3 separate regions of the Mus musculus genome follow, and all the other regions are linked to region 1. A link is a contact called in public HiChIP or PLAC-seq and promoter capture Hi-C data. All regions are on one chromosome and are shown on one strand. The core of a region is the stretch at or near the end of the contact, and the rest is flanking DNA. Distances in the headings are between cores, read along the strand shown.

Evidence for each region. Promoter capture Hi-C pulls out the DNA fragments that hold promoters and counts their contacts. HiChIP or PLAC-seq counts read pairs in DNA pulled down with a chosen protein or histone mark.
Region 2: a contact with region 1 is called in a promoter capture Hi-C map of cranial neural crest. The contact joins two enhancer-like sites. A contact is called at or near these places in 1 of 39 promoter capture datasets (cranial neural crest), 1 of 484 Hi-C or Micro-C datasets (ventricular fibroblasts) and 6 of 115 datasets of contacts at active chromatin or transcription factors (embryonic hindbrain, embryonic limb bud, extraembryonic endoderm stem cells and 3 more).
Region 3: a contact with region 1 is called in an H3K27ac HiChIP or PLAC-seq map of extraembryonic endoderm stem cells. The contact joins two enhancer-like sites. A contact is called at or near these places in 3 of 39 promoter capture datasets (cranial neural crest, frontonasal cranial neural crest and second pharyngeal arch cranial neural crest) and 2 of 115 datasets of contacts at active chromatin or transcription factors (extraembryonic endoderm stem cells and trophoblast stem cells).

Annotation. Positions count from the first base shown.
Region 1 is chr8:61,846,131-61,851,106 of GRCm38.p6, forward strand. All of the region lies in intron 2 of Palld (palladin, cytoskeletal associated protein), which reads right to left. Among named protein-coding and RNA genes, the nearest start is that of Palld, 54 kb to the right of the region's middle. Within about 2 kb of position 2,656, at least 16 of the 459 cell types and tissues checked have an H3K27ac peak or open chromatin away from gene starts, as enhancers often do. A contact at or near this core is called in extraembryonic endoderm stem cells, where this site is marked.
Region 2 is chr8:61,605,080-61,610,055 of GRCm38.p6, forward strand. The region is part of intron 10 of Palld (palladin, cytoskeletal associated protein); the gene reads right to left. Among named protein-coding and RNA genes, the nearest start is that of Gm35254, 13 kb to the right of the region's middle. Within about 2 kb of position 2,667, at least 210 of the 459 cell types and tissues checked have an H3K27ac peak or open chromatin away from gene starts, as enhancers often do. A contact at or near this core is called in extraembryonic endoderm stem cells, where this site is marked.
Region 3 is chr8:61,626,219-61,631,194 of GRCm38.p6, forward strand. The region is part of intron 10 of Palld (palladin, cytoskeletal associated protein); the gene reads right to left. It overlaps Gm35254 (a long non-coding RNA gene), which reads left to right. Exons shown (of 2, transcript XR_001778560.2): 1 at 1-4,300; 2 at 4,446-4,976. Among named protein-coding and RNA genes, the nearest start is that of Gm35254, 8.2 kb to the left of the region's middle. Within about 2 kb of position 2,898, at least 40 of the 459 cell types and tissues checked have an H3K27ac peak or open chromatin away from gene starts, as enhancers often do.

The DNA.
Region 1 (4,976 bases), core at 1,406-3,905:
TCTCCAGAGGGCACAATGTTTTCTCTGTTTTGTCCACTCCTACATTCCTGATCAGTGATGACACTTAGTAGGTGTTCAATAATTTTAATTTTTTTTTGCAACAATTGAGTCAGGTAGTCACATGGTTTACATTTTTAAAAAGGTTCACGTGCACTCAGTGCGTGCATGTTTGTGTGTGTGTGTGTGTGTGTGTGTGTTTGAGAGAGAGAATCCAGTTCTCAGTTACATTTAGTTTGTAATAAAATAGGGTGTCATGAAAATAAGACAATGAGGAAAAGTATTTTGTAAAGTATTTTTCATTGTGTAGGTCATGGCTTGAATGAAAATGACCCGCATAGGCTCATAGGCTGCCTCCTTGAAAGGATTTGTGTATGTGACCTTGTTGGCGCAGCTGTGGGTTTGTTGGAAGCAGTTTGTCAGTGGGCCTGGAATTTGGGATTTAAAAGCTAAGCCAGGCCCAGTGTCCCTCTCTTTCTTTCCGATGCCTGCTCATGTTGATCTTTCAGCTCCTTCTCCAGCACCATGTCTATCTGGATGCCACTGTTTTCTGCCATGATAATAATGGACTAAACCTCTGAATGGAAGCCAGCCCCAATTAAATGCTTCCTTTTATAAGAGTTGTCCTTGTCATGGTGTCTCTTCACAGCAATAGAACATTAATCAAGACAGTATACATTCCCAGTACTGTGTTACATAAGGGCATTTTCATATAAATACATAACATATATTAAGAAAGATCTACCCCATACCACTCCATTCTTTCTGTTCTCTCCCAATGATTCCCTTTGTTCCTTTAAACAGTTCACTTTACTTTCCTATCATAAGTCAAATGCATGATTTTGTTTGCCTATACAAAATCTAGGAACCACAAAGGTGAGAAAAACATGTCTTTTTGAGATAACTTAATTTGATTAATATGATTATATCAGACAAGAAGGGATAATTTTAGTAGTCAGGACTCTGAATTTTGTTGTCAGAAATGCCATCATCTGAAGAGTTCACAAGAGAGGGAAGAAACAAACAAACAAACAAAACCCTAAACAATGGAAATAGACAGAGGAAGGCAGTTACCACTCCAAATCTTCCCAGCTTGAGCTGGGTAGAGATAGGGAACACCCTCCCCAGGTTCATTGGATTCTAAGTAACAAGAAGGCCACATGGTTGCATAGACCTTGAAGAGAGTGTCTGTGTTATTGACCACTGTTTTCTTTCAAGTCTAAGTTTCACTGGAAGGAACTGCACTCATTAGCAGGGAGACAGTCTTTGACAGGAGGAATTCTGAGACCAACTACTCCTCCCACAAGCAGTCAACAGCTTGGAATAATTCTGCCTTTCTATGAGTTAGAAAGTTGGGGGATAGAGAGAAGAGAGGGGGGAGGGAGAGGGAGAGAGGCAGGCAGGGGTATGAAGGGAGGGGAGAAATGAGCAGTAACACCCGATAAAAGCTTCACCACTTGCCTGCTAATCTGATAACACCATGATGCAAAATAGGCCTTTATCACCCCAGCATTGCCATGGCTTGCTTATGAAATTCTCAAACATTTGCTGAAGGCTTTGTCTCCAGCTGTTGGATCCCATCACTGACTGAATCATTAGTACTCTGTCCTAATGTGCGGATTAACCCCTTGATAGATTCCAAATCCTATGGTGTCATTACGAAGTACAGCTGAATTGGAGAATGTTCCAGAAGGGTTTATCATGTACCTCCGGCTTCTTGCCTGTCTCTGCGTTCTATCCACTAGGCAGTGAGCATCTCTGTTTGTCTCAGTCTTCTCTGCCTTGCCACCCGGCCTCACCACAGGCTTGAAACAAGGGAGCTAGTGGGGCATGAACAGAAACCACTGACAATGTCGGCCTGGGCTCCTTTTAAAAACGGTTTCTCAGAATGTTGGTCACAGTGTTGAAAAACACAACCAGCAAGCGAGTTTTTCTTCCTATCCGTTCAAAGCTCTGCTGGTTCAGGGAAGGCCTCTGATGGACTTTGGTTCAGTGAGAGAATGTTTAATAACCTGAAGGCTTTCTCGGGCAGAATGGAGTTCACTTCCCATCACCCGGTGTTAGCGGGTGACTTCTTAATGGGTAAAATAAGAAGCTGGAAAGAGAAAGAAGTAAGAAAGGGTGAGATGGCTCAGTGGGTAAGAGCACCCGACTGCTCTTCCGAAGGTCAGGAGTTCAAATCCCAGCAACCACATGGTGGCTCACAACCATCCGTAACAAGATCTGACTCCCTCTTCTGGAGTGTCTGAAGACAGCTACAGTGTACTTACATATAATAAATAAATAAATCTTTAAAAAAAAAAAAAAAAAAAAAGAATACTGAGTTTAATACCTCATCTTAAACTTAAACATAGATGCCCTCATTTTAAAAAAAAAAAAAAGAAAGAAGTAAGAAAGACAAACAAACAAAACAACACACACTCAAACATACCTTCTGCCTAAAAAAAAAAAAAAAAAGAAGTCAAAACATGAAGCCATCGATCCTAATTTCAAGTTGTTCTCATCTTACCAGCCAGAACTCTCGCTAACTGAAATAGAATTGTCACCCGCTGGACACAGCCTTTCCCTCTGAAAGAAAGCCAGTATCAGGATGAAGACATAATTAGGGCAGTCCCCAGGGACCTGAGGAGTAAGTATCCATTGGACAGTCTTATGTTTCAGAAGCAGAAGGAAGAAAATGACCGCAGCAGCAGCAGCAGACACAGATCAAACTTAATCACCCCTCACACAAAGGGAAAGCCTTCCTGATCCTTTAAGCTCGATTGCAGTTTATCTCTGCCTGGGAATGTGAAAAGCTGAGAAGGAATCCGATGGCAGCAGGCTGGGGTCAGGGACCATACAAGGCCTTCATGGAAACAGACTAAAGCACCAGCCAGGGGGAACAGACTAAAACATTTTGCCAGGGCAAAGCTGTGGACTGGTCCTGTCCCCACCGAAGACCAGCAATGACATGTTGGTATAACAGGTAACAATTAGTGACTTTAAAGGATTTTTTTTTCTTTTTTCAGTTTTATTTGAGGAGTGAGGAAGGGAGGGAAGCATGGAAAAAAGGAAGGTGGGAGGAAGGGAGGAGGGAGAGAGACTGGGGAGAATGTGTGCTTGTGTGCATGAAGAGACCAGAAGAAGATGCCTGATTCTCTGAAGCTGTGAGACAGCAGCCAGGGGCCTGGGAACCAAACGCTGGTCCTGTGCAAAAGCAGCGAGTGCCCCACACCGAGCCATCATCTCCCCAGCCCCTGGATCTAAGGATCCTGAACTATAACGTGACTAGTTCCCTTCAGGTGAAGTGGGCCCAATCTGCCTGTAGGCTGCTGTGCTGGAAGAATCAACAGAATCGATGGAGGTCATTTTGATTTTGAGGCTGGTTGTTTTAGGGGAAATTAGCTACAATTAATTAATTAGATGAAATTTATTAGATGAAAAGTGAGCCTTACGGGAGAGCGTGGGTTTAGTTGTGTGTGCTGCCTGGACAATGATCTACACAGCCCCTCTCCAAGGAAAACAGGAAAGGAAACGAAACCTGATTTCACCTGCAACACAGAAAGACTTGATTTATTGGGCCTCAGACTGCACCGTTTCCCACCCTAACACATTGGGAGTGTTATTTCTATTTCCTGGGTCCATTTTCCTCCATTGCTGTGAGGATTACGGAAAATAGTGCATGATGCTAAAAAAATTCCGCACATAGCATGTACTCAGGTGGATTTATTTTTAAATGTCAAATTACGAATCTATACTTAACTTTATTATATGTTATAAATTTACCCAAATCTGTGAAAGGCCGTTTTCTGCAGGTCAACAGATCCATTTTTTCTCAGGGGAGGGCTGGGGACAGGTTAAAATTCAGGTTGATGTGAGCATGAGGTTATGGGCTTGGAAGATGGCTTCCAAGACAGGGAAGGAAGTTCACTGTGGAGAAGATTTCCCCCCAAAGACCTGGGTTTATTGTAATGTATTCCCAGTGTAATTTGAAATTCAATTAAAAACCCCTAAGATTTATTATGTGTCCAAGCTTGTGTGGCTGCTGGCCTTCTGGAAACTGAAAAGGGGATGCTATGGAATGGGCGCAGGACATTTGAACAAAGAAGAATGTAGGGTTAAAGTCAATTCCATAACTTTATTTAATTTTAAGGCAAATTTAGTCTGAACTTGCATCACCATGGCCTTCAAATTTACATTCGGATATTTATTTAGAGATCTGTGTGTGTTCAAACAGACACCATAGGGCATGAGAAATCAGAGGACAACTTGCAGGAGCTTGCTCTATCCTGTCATCATGTAGAGCTGGAGGATTGAACTCAGGTCCTCACGCTTGGTGGCAGGCACCCTCCTCCACTGAGCCATCTCACCAGGCTTCACCTTTTTATTTTTTTTCTAGCAAGAGATTTGAAACATTTCACTATGCTTCAGCTAAAACCAAAAGCAATGGCTAACTTCCCTAGGATAACTGACCAAATATGTATTTTTCCAACCTTGAGGAATGTGGACAATCATACACAATGTAAAGAATTACTTCCATTTTACTTCAGCTCATTCTTTTGTTTATTTTTGTTGTTGTTGTTATTTTTGTTTTCCCTTTAACTTGAATACACTACTTAACCACCAGTAAGTATTTAGTTATGGTGCCTATATATTAAAACAATTTAAATAAAAACACAGCTTGTTTTTATATTGCCACTCTAGTGTGTTACACCAGGGAAAGGATCCAAGAATATAAATATAAAAGTTACTTGAATAGTTATTCTCACTTTCAGTTAGGGGAACAGTCCAATTTATTACTGTAATAACAGGTTGAACATAAACATGGATAGGTACAAACTGCACTTAACTGGTTTGAAAGGAAATAAACATTTTCTTCCCATGAACCTTTACCCAGTTTTGGAGCTCCAAAATATTTTGATAAAATTTCTCCTCTCATTTCATCTGACTTTGCAGTCTGATTTGAAGCCAGGTCTGGAGACAGACACTGTAGCTCTTGA
Region 2 (4,976 bases), core at 1,417-3,916, 240 kb before region 1:
AGACCTCCTGTGGTTTGAGTAAGAATGGCTCCAATAGGTTCATTTATATAGGTGTGGCCTTGTTAGAGTGGGTGTGGCCTTGTTGGAGAAAGTGTGTCTCTGGAAGTATAGCTTTACATGTGGGGTTTTTGTTTTTTGACCTTTTTTTTTAAATTAAAAAAAAATTGGTATTTTATGTGGTATTTTGCCTGAATAGGTATCTTGCCTGAATATGTTTGCAGTGCCCATACTCCTGTGCATATGCATGCGTGACCACAGAGGCCATAGGAAGACATTGGGTCCCCTAGAACTGGAGTTCAGGCAGCTTTAAGTTGCTCTGTTGTTGAACACGGGTCCTCTAGAAATGTAGCCAGAGCTCTTACCCATTGAGCCACCTCTTCAGTCTCCCTGCTAGTTGTTTTCATTGTTGTTGTTGTTTGCTCTTAAATATTGAGTCAGTTTATGAAGCATTTCTAGGCTGCAGTTGACCATCTAAAGGAGACAATTTTGAGTATAATAGTGTCTAATTTCCATTTTCAATTCTCTGACTGTGACTGTGACACAACCCTTGCATGTTACAGAAGAGTGGGGCAGGTGGCACTAAGTGAAGATTATGTTTACATTTAAGGAGGTGTAGACCCAGGATGTACTTAGCATGCTACAGTCATCTAAAGGTGGTGGTCAGTCTTTGGGGTGTTGAGACTGTTTATCGCCCATCTGTCAGATCTGTGCCCAGACTCTTCTAGTTCTTATTAGATAGAGGTCTAATACGTCCTTATTCAAATGTGGGTGGTCCCCCTGTGTATCTGGAGTGGGAAGAGAAGAACAGATCTGTTCTCTACCCTAACTTAAAGCTGTCAAAGGACTTAGGTTCATTCAAGATTTTGAAAAAGCTAACTCAGGACCAATGCCTTGTATTCCTCATTAGCTGTGTCCATTTAAATAGGTTTCTAGTTATCAGGAAAGAAATTCCATAATGTTGGGTTTGTGGCACCAACCAGTGACAAGAACACAAAGCAAATCAGATGGCATTTCTTATTATGCCTAGGAGTATTTGAAACTCTTCTTCTCAAGCCATGTCCTGTCTAAACCATAGTGTAGACAAATACTAATACTACTACTACTAATAATAATATTAGTCCTCATCCATACTGTCATTCATAATGTTGCTTTGGGAAGTCTGGAAGGTGGTATTTTGAAGACACACAATGGAGGTTCTCTTCAACAACTTCAGTAACAACTTGCATATTTAAACTATACACAGTAAGGAACTCCTAGTACATAATGGATACTTGACTATTAGGGTAAGTAGTCTGCATTGTTTTTAAAGGATGCTTAAAGTCAAGGTTTAAGATAGTTAAACATTGTCTTTCAAGGTTCTTAGTAACTTCAGTTATTTTCATTTACAAAGTTTTAATAGTTACAGATAAGAGAGGGCCCACGGAGTTTCCCAGTATTCATCTTGTGTGTTTTTGTGTGTCTCTGTGTTACAAGATACAGTTTATTTATTACTTCAGCAGTTTCTAAGAGCTTCTAAGCATGTCTGCAGTTGTCTACAAAATACCACAGAAAAGGCTAGACACAGCCTGTATGTTTCTATGTTTCACCACTGTTTAATAGCTAGAGATGCGTTCACTGTCGACTTTGTGTGTGTGTGTGTGTGTGTGTGTGTGTGTGTGTGTGCGTGAGAGAGAGAGAGAGAGAGAGAGAGAGAGAGAGAGAGAAATTCCTTTGCCATTCTGCCGCATTTCTTTCCCTCTCCCAGATTGCTTCCACTCTGACACACTTCTATTCTGAAAGATTTCAGCATCGACTTCCTTATTTGGTCGCTGGAACTGCTCTTTGTCTCGTTCAAACATTCTGCTAAGCTTGCAGACTGCCTTCATCCCCGCCCCCTTGCCCACTGCTCCCCCTTCACTCACACACACACACACACACACACACACACACACACACACACACACACACACGTAGCTGGCTTCCACTGTTTGCTCTGACTCAGCCTTCTCTGAAGTTCATTAGCCAATCAGCCACCAGTTATGCCCATTTAAGGAGTACCTTCTGCAAATCAAAAGGAAAGAGAGTTTGGGAGGATTGTTACTCTGCAGCAGTCACTGGAATTCACCCCAAAGTGTGTATTTCACACCGCTGCTTTTCTCATGTAATAAGGTATGTATTAAAAAAGAAAGAAAGAAAGAAACCAACCCCAGGTAAACCGTAAAATAACCCAAACCCTCAATCCTTCTCACCCCAGGCTACTTAATTAAAGGTTAATGGCAGCATCCTGCCACTTAGCTCTGGCTGACAGAGTGTGATCTGGTTTGGTTTTCAACTTTCTCCATGCCAAATGTTCCAGCTAATACTTTAAGAAAATATGTAGCACAGGCTTAAGTGGCTCTGCCAACACATAAAGTAAAGGTCTGTGCTCCTAACCAAAGGAGACACATTTCCAATGAATTCTGTCTCCCTTGCTCTCTGGAGTTGAGAACAGCCAGGCATCCGAAGCAAGCGTGGAAGAATCCTTCCTGGCCTCTCAGCTTGGATGTGTATGGAAAAAAGCTCCCCGCTCTACATTCCCTATTTAAGAAAGAAGCTGCCCCAGCCCCATCCAATAAAACAGAGTAGTGTTTCCTTACGTATAAACAACCGAGAAATTCCTCCCAAGCAAGCACACAGCCTTTTGGGTCTTGGAACAAAGTGGCCGGTGGTATTTATTATGTCAAATAAACACATCATCCACACTGCAAAGGGGAACCTGAAACAATAAGCTGAACAAAGCAGTTTTCCAGCTTTTATTCCCTTAGCAATTAGCCTTTGTCTAACTGGACTGAAAAATTAAGAAGGAACAATATTTTTTTCAAAAGGTACCCTTATGCAATTAATATCCACAGTTTGTTCCCAAGGCTTGTTCAAAAACAAAAATAAAAACAAAAACAAAACACACACACACACACACACACACACACACACAAACACACACACACAAAACAAAACCAAAAAACCAAAACCAAAAATGGAGTTCACTTCCAGAGGCTAGAAACAAAAATATACAGGATATACTAAAGTTGGTATTATTTCTTATTTAGCCACCAGTAACGATCTTTTTTCTTCCTTTGTCCATTGTGGTAGTTGCTGAGGCCTCATTATTTGCCAGGCTTTGTGCTAGATGCTGCTACCAACACTCAAAGCTACCAGTCTGGTCATTGCACAAAGCATACTGAAGGACCCAGAAAGCATTCTTGTCCCTGTCCTGGTACCATAGTGCTTACCATGGTGAGTGATGTGGAAGCAGCAATTGGCTTACCAAGTTCTCAAAGTTTGTGCCGTGTTGCCCTTCTTTATTTAGGATACTTTGAGACGGGCTTGGATGAACTTTTGTTGGAGAAGACTCAGATCATTCTTGGCTGTAGACAGTGCATAAATGTACCTTCTGCAAGCTCAGCTCTGTGTCTGAGTACAGCCTAGTCCACATAGCAAGTTCCAGGCCAGCTAGGGCTACACATCGAGACCTTGTCTCATCTCACTGCGCATGTGCATGTACACACACACACACACACACACACACACACACACACACTCGTACTCAAATACACGCTTCCATTTATTTCTATTACTTATACCCTCAATGAGTCTCAGGTGTTTTACAGTGTGGCTTATGGGTTCAAATTTGTTTAAGTTTTACAACATATGAAACTTGTGAATTTTTTAACACCCCCACCCGTGTGTGTGTGTGTGTGTGTGTGTGTGTGTGTATGCAGACATGTACAGTGAGTTTGTATGTTTGTCAAAGTACTACCTTAGCTGTTTACTGTAGCCTCCCATCTGTTGGGACAGTCTCTGAGATTCACTGGTGCAGTAGGCCTGTGAACTCCTGGGAATTCTCCTGTCTCTGCCTCCTAGCTCACTATAGGAGTGCTGGGATGATGGAGGAACGTCACCACCTTTGGCTTTTACATGGGCTCTGAACTCAGATCATCATTGTTATACAGCACATTACCATTATGTCATCTCCCCAGTCCCAGGAAGTGGGGAACCTGTGCATCATTTTATTTCCTTCTACCACAGGAGCACCATACAGTTCTGCTAAGAGAAAACAGTGCTGTTCTAACTGGATGTGGTAGTATATGACTGCAATTCAGCTAAGACAGGAGGCCTATAATTTCAAGGTGAGCCTGGGCTAGACAAGAAATTCAGGGCTAGCCTGGACTATATAATGAACTAGTCTAGGTATAGGAAATATTGAAACTCTATGCCAGAAATATTGAACAGTGTCACCAGTATGTACTCAAGGTCTCAATCCTTGGGAATGATTAACAAATGCTAGCAAAACCCAGAAGGACAGACTGGAAACAACTATCTGTTGTTCCTTCATTTCATGCTGCCTCTTCGGAAGAAAGAGCTTACCCGTTGACTCTGTTTCTTCCATGCCTGTCCCTGGCCTTCCTCATCCTCACCTTGCCCTGAGCTTAGGATGACTCCAGGACACTGGGAGCTCACAGAGCAAGATGGAACGGAGGTGAGCAGTTCTCAGTTCTCATACCAACACCATCACAGCATCTTTCAAATGTCTCTGGCTGAACTCATCTCATTTTCTGCACATTACTGTTGCTTTGCTCAGAACCAGGTGAAGGTTCTCATGTCTTCCTTCTATTGTGCCTGGGTTCTCAGTAAAAGGTTGGACATGACATAGCTAGAGAACACAAATTTAAAAATCTAGGATTCTGGTAAAATCATAATAGTGTCTTTGTATCATCTTGCTTTAGCTTCAACTTGATCTTACAGTTATAGTTACGGGGGGAAGGGGGTGTGGATACTACCTAGATCTTCAAACATGAGGTCAGAAATATATCAAGATATATGCCAAAATTATTTTTTTCACAGGGATTGCCTTTTTTTCCCAAAGAAAAGGAATCTATACTTAAAGAGCCCCAGAGATTACATATATTTCCATGCTAGTGTTTCAACTGTCTATTAGCCTTTGGGAGGGCTCTCATTGC
Region 3 (4,976 bases), core at 1,648-4,147, 220 kb before region 1:
TGGGGGTGGGGGGGAAAGGAAGGAGGAGGGAGAGAAGATATATGTCTGGATATGGATGTGGTACATGTGGATGCCAGAGACTAATATTGAGACATCTTCCTAATTCCTTCTCCATCGTAGTTTTTTGAGACAGAGTCTCTCCCTGAGTTGGAGTTTGCCATTTCAGGCCACTGTCTGACCAACAAGCCCTTGGGATCTGTCTCCACGCCCTACCACTGGGGCTACAGGCCTCTATCTCAGGCTATTCCGTGGTTGCTGGGGATCCAAAGTTCAGCCTCCACGCTTGCACATAAGCAGTTTACCAACCGAGCCACTTTCCCAGCCTCTGAACTTTTTGTTCAATTTAAATTCAAATGGCCACATATAAGACATAGACTGAAAGATCCTTTTTTTTTAAAAAAAAAAAAAACAATTTAGTACTATTTTTTTATCTTGAAAAATATTACATTTAAAAAGAACTTCAATATTATCCAAAGTTGTGCTCACTATTAAGCAAGACTGTAAAGCGTATCTCCTGACCCTTTGTACCCACCAGGAATGCACAAGCAGTAAAGTTAGACAATGAAAACTCTCTTGCGGTTTAATCCCAGGATTCCTTCCATGCACATGACTTATTGTAGGCTATTAATAAATGACAGATAAATCATTTATGAATGAAGTGATAGATAAGTTGTTTAAACCTCTGATTGAAAAGGAAAAGGAAAAGAAAATTCGGTAAGGTTAAAACATTCCTCTGAAATTGAGGGGAGGGAGGGGAGGAGGAGGAGAGACAGACTGAGAGACAGCAACAGAGACAGAGAGACAGACAGAGACACAGAGATGAGAATTGTGTGCCCCATGCTAAGCGGTCTCATCTTCTTTCAAAATGGTTCATGATCCACGCATAGTAGATCAGTGTGTGTGTGTGTGTGTGGGGGGGTGCCTGGCAGTGAAGAACGTTAATTAGCATGCTGGACTGATGACCAGTATGTGTGGAAGCTGAATGCAGTTGCCCCTGGTATTCAGGGAAGATTGGCTCAATAGCTCCTCAACAGAAGACAAAATTATGTGATGTGCAAGAGCGCTCTCTGAGTGCCATAGTTTTTGTATATAAGCTATGCATATTCCCTAGCCTTCCATGTGTGTGGTGGGGAATAGTAGAAGGGCGTGTTTGCATCCCACTCCACAGGTACCACGGTGTATATGGAGGTCACAGGATAACGTGTGGAAGTCAGTTCTCTCCTTCTACCATTTAGGTCCTGTCTTAGTCAGGGTTTCTATTCCTGCACAAACATCACGACCAAGGAGCAAGTTGGGGAAGAAAAGGTTTATTCAGCTTGCATTTCCACATTGCTGTTCATCATTTAAGGAAGTCAGGACTGGAACTCAAGTAGGTCAGGAAGCAGGAGTGGATGCAGAGGCCTTGGAGGGATGTTTCTTACTGGCTTGCTTCTCCTGGCTTGCTCAGCTGTTTTCTTATAGAACCCAAGACTACCAGCCCAGGGATGGCACCACCCACAAGGAGCCCTCCCCGCTTGATCACTAATTGAGAAAATGCCCCACAACTGGATCTCTTGGAGGTATTTTCCCAAATGAAGCTCCTTTCTCTGTGATAACTCCAGCCTGTGTCAAGTTGACACATAAAACCAGCCAGCACAGGTCCCACCCAGGGATTGAACTCAGGTAATCAGGTTTGGCTCCAAGCACCCTTACAGGCTGAGCCATGTCCCAAGCCCCTAGTATGATTCAGAACATCTTTATGGTAGAAACACTAATGAAACATGTCATGTAAATAGTAGCTGCCCTGTATTGTTTGGGGGAATAATGGCAGGGTAAAAACATACCCATGCAATTCCTATCCAAGCCTTTCTGGTCTGTGCTTGGCTGAATCTGCACATGTGGGACCCCAGGATACAGGATACAAAGGACACCCTGGGAAAGCTTCTCGGGTGTTAACCGTTCTACTACCCAGGAATGTCCCCACCTGGCTTTAGGACTTTTAAAGCTGTAGATTGAATCAAAGGTTTTCCTCCTCTAGGAACCCCTCAATTATCTTTTCTGCTTTAGGACAAATAAGCATTTCTATATAATAACTGTTAAACTGTGAGAGCCGACTTCTAGTGACCTTCCAAAGGTGAGTTAACAGCTACAGATGTTAACTTGATCACAGATGATCACTGCCTGAAGAGAATAGGGCTATGATTCTATTATTTATTCATCTAGTCTTTTTTCTTGTTGTACTGAGTATGCATATGTCTGAGTGTGATATAGTAAATTATTCTAAAATGAAGACTGGGTAGTACTTCATAGTACATTCTGTGATGTTTAAATGTGGATGTCTGTGAGCACGTTACTCTTCTGGTATGTGTGTTTTGCATTAGTCTATCATTTTTTACTGGGCCTTGGTATTTCGTTTCTTATAGTACTTTTCTCCCTCTATTCATGTCTCCTTGTGGCTTTCTGAAGCTACTTGAACAACTTGTCCTCTCCCAATCGGTCATGTGATGCTCTGTAAATCCCTAGAAGATCCTTCAGAACCACTGGGGTAAACCCCAGCTGCCTGCTAGGCTGCCATCTTCCTTTGAGATGATGGGACATTAGGTTGGAAACTGAAGTTATTTACTATGTCGTTTGGCCCAGATTAGCAGCTGTCAGATCTTCTAATCCAGCGATAGAATCTAGGAGGGAAGTGATTTCATCCCTGAAGCATATACAGAAACTTCAAGATGACTTGGAGAATGTCTGAAGACTTACATCTTCCCAGAATGTCGGGGCCCTCTAGCCAAAGAGCAACTGTTCAAAATTTTCACCATTCTCGGAGTTACTTATTTTGGTTTAATTCTGAAAGCCCTTGAGTTCATCAGCATGCAAAAGGAATTTTCTTTGGATGTCATGACTCACACTCGGGTTTGCAGAGAAGATAAGTGTTGGGTGATGCACACAGTGTTCTGGCCAGGGACTTAACTTGACAGCAGCAAGGAAGCAGGAGCTGTGGTTGACTGTAGGGCTGGGAGCAAAGAGCAAAGCCCCTTAGCCTGCACACACACACACACACACACACACACACACACACACACACACACACACACAGAGCTAACATCTGAACACCTACAGGACTCTCCTTGTTAAGATGGAGTCCCACTGGTTAGCTGATTGATTCTCCAGTCTGCTAACTAATTCCATGCTAACAGCCTAAATTAAAAGTTAATGAAACACAGCCAGGGCCCCATTATATGTCACATGTAATGGCCTTTCATTACAAAAAAACCTGGGGCTTCATCAAAAGGGAAATGTCTGGGAGATCACTCTGGGTTGGAAGGCACCCACAGCCAGAATATCCCTGAGCTCAGTGTGCCTGCCTGCCAAGTCTCAGGGCAGCTGCTTCACAGAGTCAGGAAAAGAAATCCCCACAGGTATCCTGTGAGCAGACTGACCAGAGCTCACAAAGCAGTATTGTTTGTGGCCCAGCAGGGTCTGCTTGGGATGAGAAAAGTCTGTTGGAGTAGACTACTATGCACTTAACAGCTTCACACTCTCTAGGAATCTGCTAGGAAACTCACATTTGACATGCACTTCCAAGGGAGAAGGAGCTGGGGAAACCCAGGGTCTCCCTGTCACCTCCCAGGGGTCACCACTTGGCTTAAAGGCAGGTGCAAAGAAATCCAGACTCTCAGGCCTGGCTCGCCTTTGAAGAGTCTTTGCCTCCACACTTTGGTGGTTGCTTGTGAATTGATGGTCTCCAAGTCTCTCTCACATTGTAAACCAAGCTCCTGATGCCTTCACAGGCCCCGGGAGTTTCTTCCAGTACCTGTAACACCATGTGCAAGCACTGTCCTGAGTTGGCCTATGAGCCAGCATTGCTGTAGACTTCTGGGTAGTTTGTGCTAGAACCCGAGTCACCCTTTACAGTCCTGACTTACCAGTGACTCATTAGGACCAGGGGATGGCTATAGGTGTTCACTGTATGTGTTCTTCGAGTCCCTAGAGACAAGCTTACATAACTGTCAATACAAACACACACACACACACACACACACACACACACACACACACACACACACACACACACACAGAGTGCAGGAGAGAAATGTGACTCCTTTTAGGGGATGGTAATATTATTTTAACATTTAAACAGAGCTCATTTTGAACAATTATAGTGCAAATTCATTACTTGCTCTTTAAAAACCACATTCACATAGGCATATACATATTTAAATATGTAACCTAACTCCAGAAAGTGGACAATTCCTACAGGTTACTATTGGGTCTATCCACAGCAACATTTTCCCAATGACTGTCTACAGGAGGGAGAAAACATGAGGTAAGAGATAATGCTGGATAATTTTGTGTGTGGGGGGGGGCGGGGGGGGGAAATACAGACTCAAAGACTACAAAAGGGAAGCTAGATTGAGTAATGTAAAAAATTAATTGGTAAAATATTTATTTTGTTTTTGATGTTTCATGAGGCTGAGACCAAGCCAGACAGATGTGGATTTTTGGATTTATCACTGCAGTCAGCACACCCTGCACCTCCTCCCAATGGCACAGGCGGGATCAGGAGGAACAGTTTTTAAATTGCTTTGACCCTACAGCAAGGAGAAAATGATAATGAACACTAATGAAACTATATGAAAACCATTCGGTGGTTGTTAAGTCAAGTAAAAGAGGCTTCACAAAACTTATACTAAAAGCAGAGTAAAGAACTGTAAAGAAAAAACACCAAGACTGAGCGAGGAACAAAGCTGCAGAGAGCTAGACAGTCTACTCGAAGAACCGTGCAGGGAACCATTTTGAAGCCACACCGCTGATTGTGAATATTAAAGAAACTTCTACATGACTGTATGTGCTGCTGCAAAGAGAAAGAAAATACAAGAATATGGCACAGTTGCTTATACACGGTGCATTACATGGCTAATAATCACAAAATAGAATGCGCGTTTGCGGCTACTCCTGAGTAAGGTGTTCGGGAATAAGGGCATGTATAAGTAAAACAGATG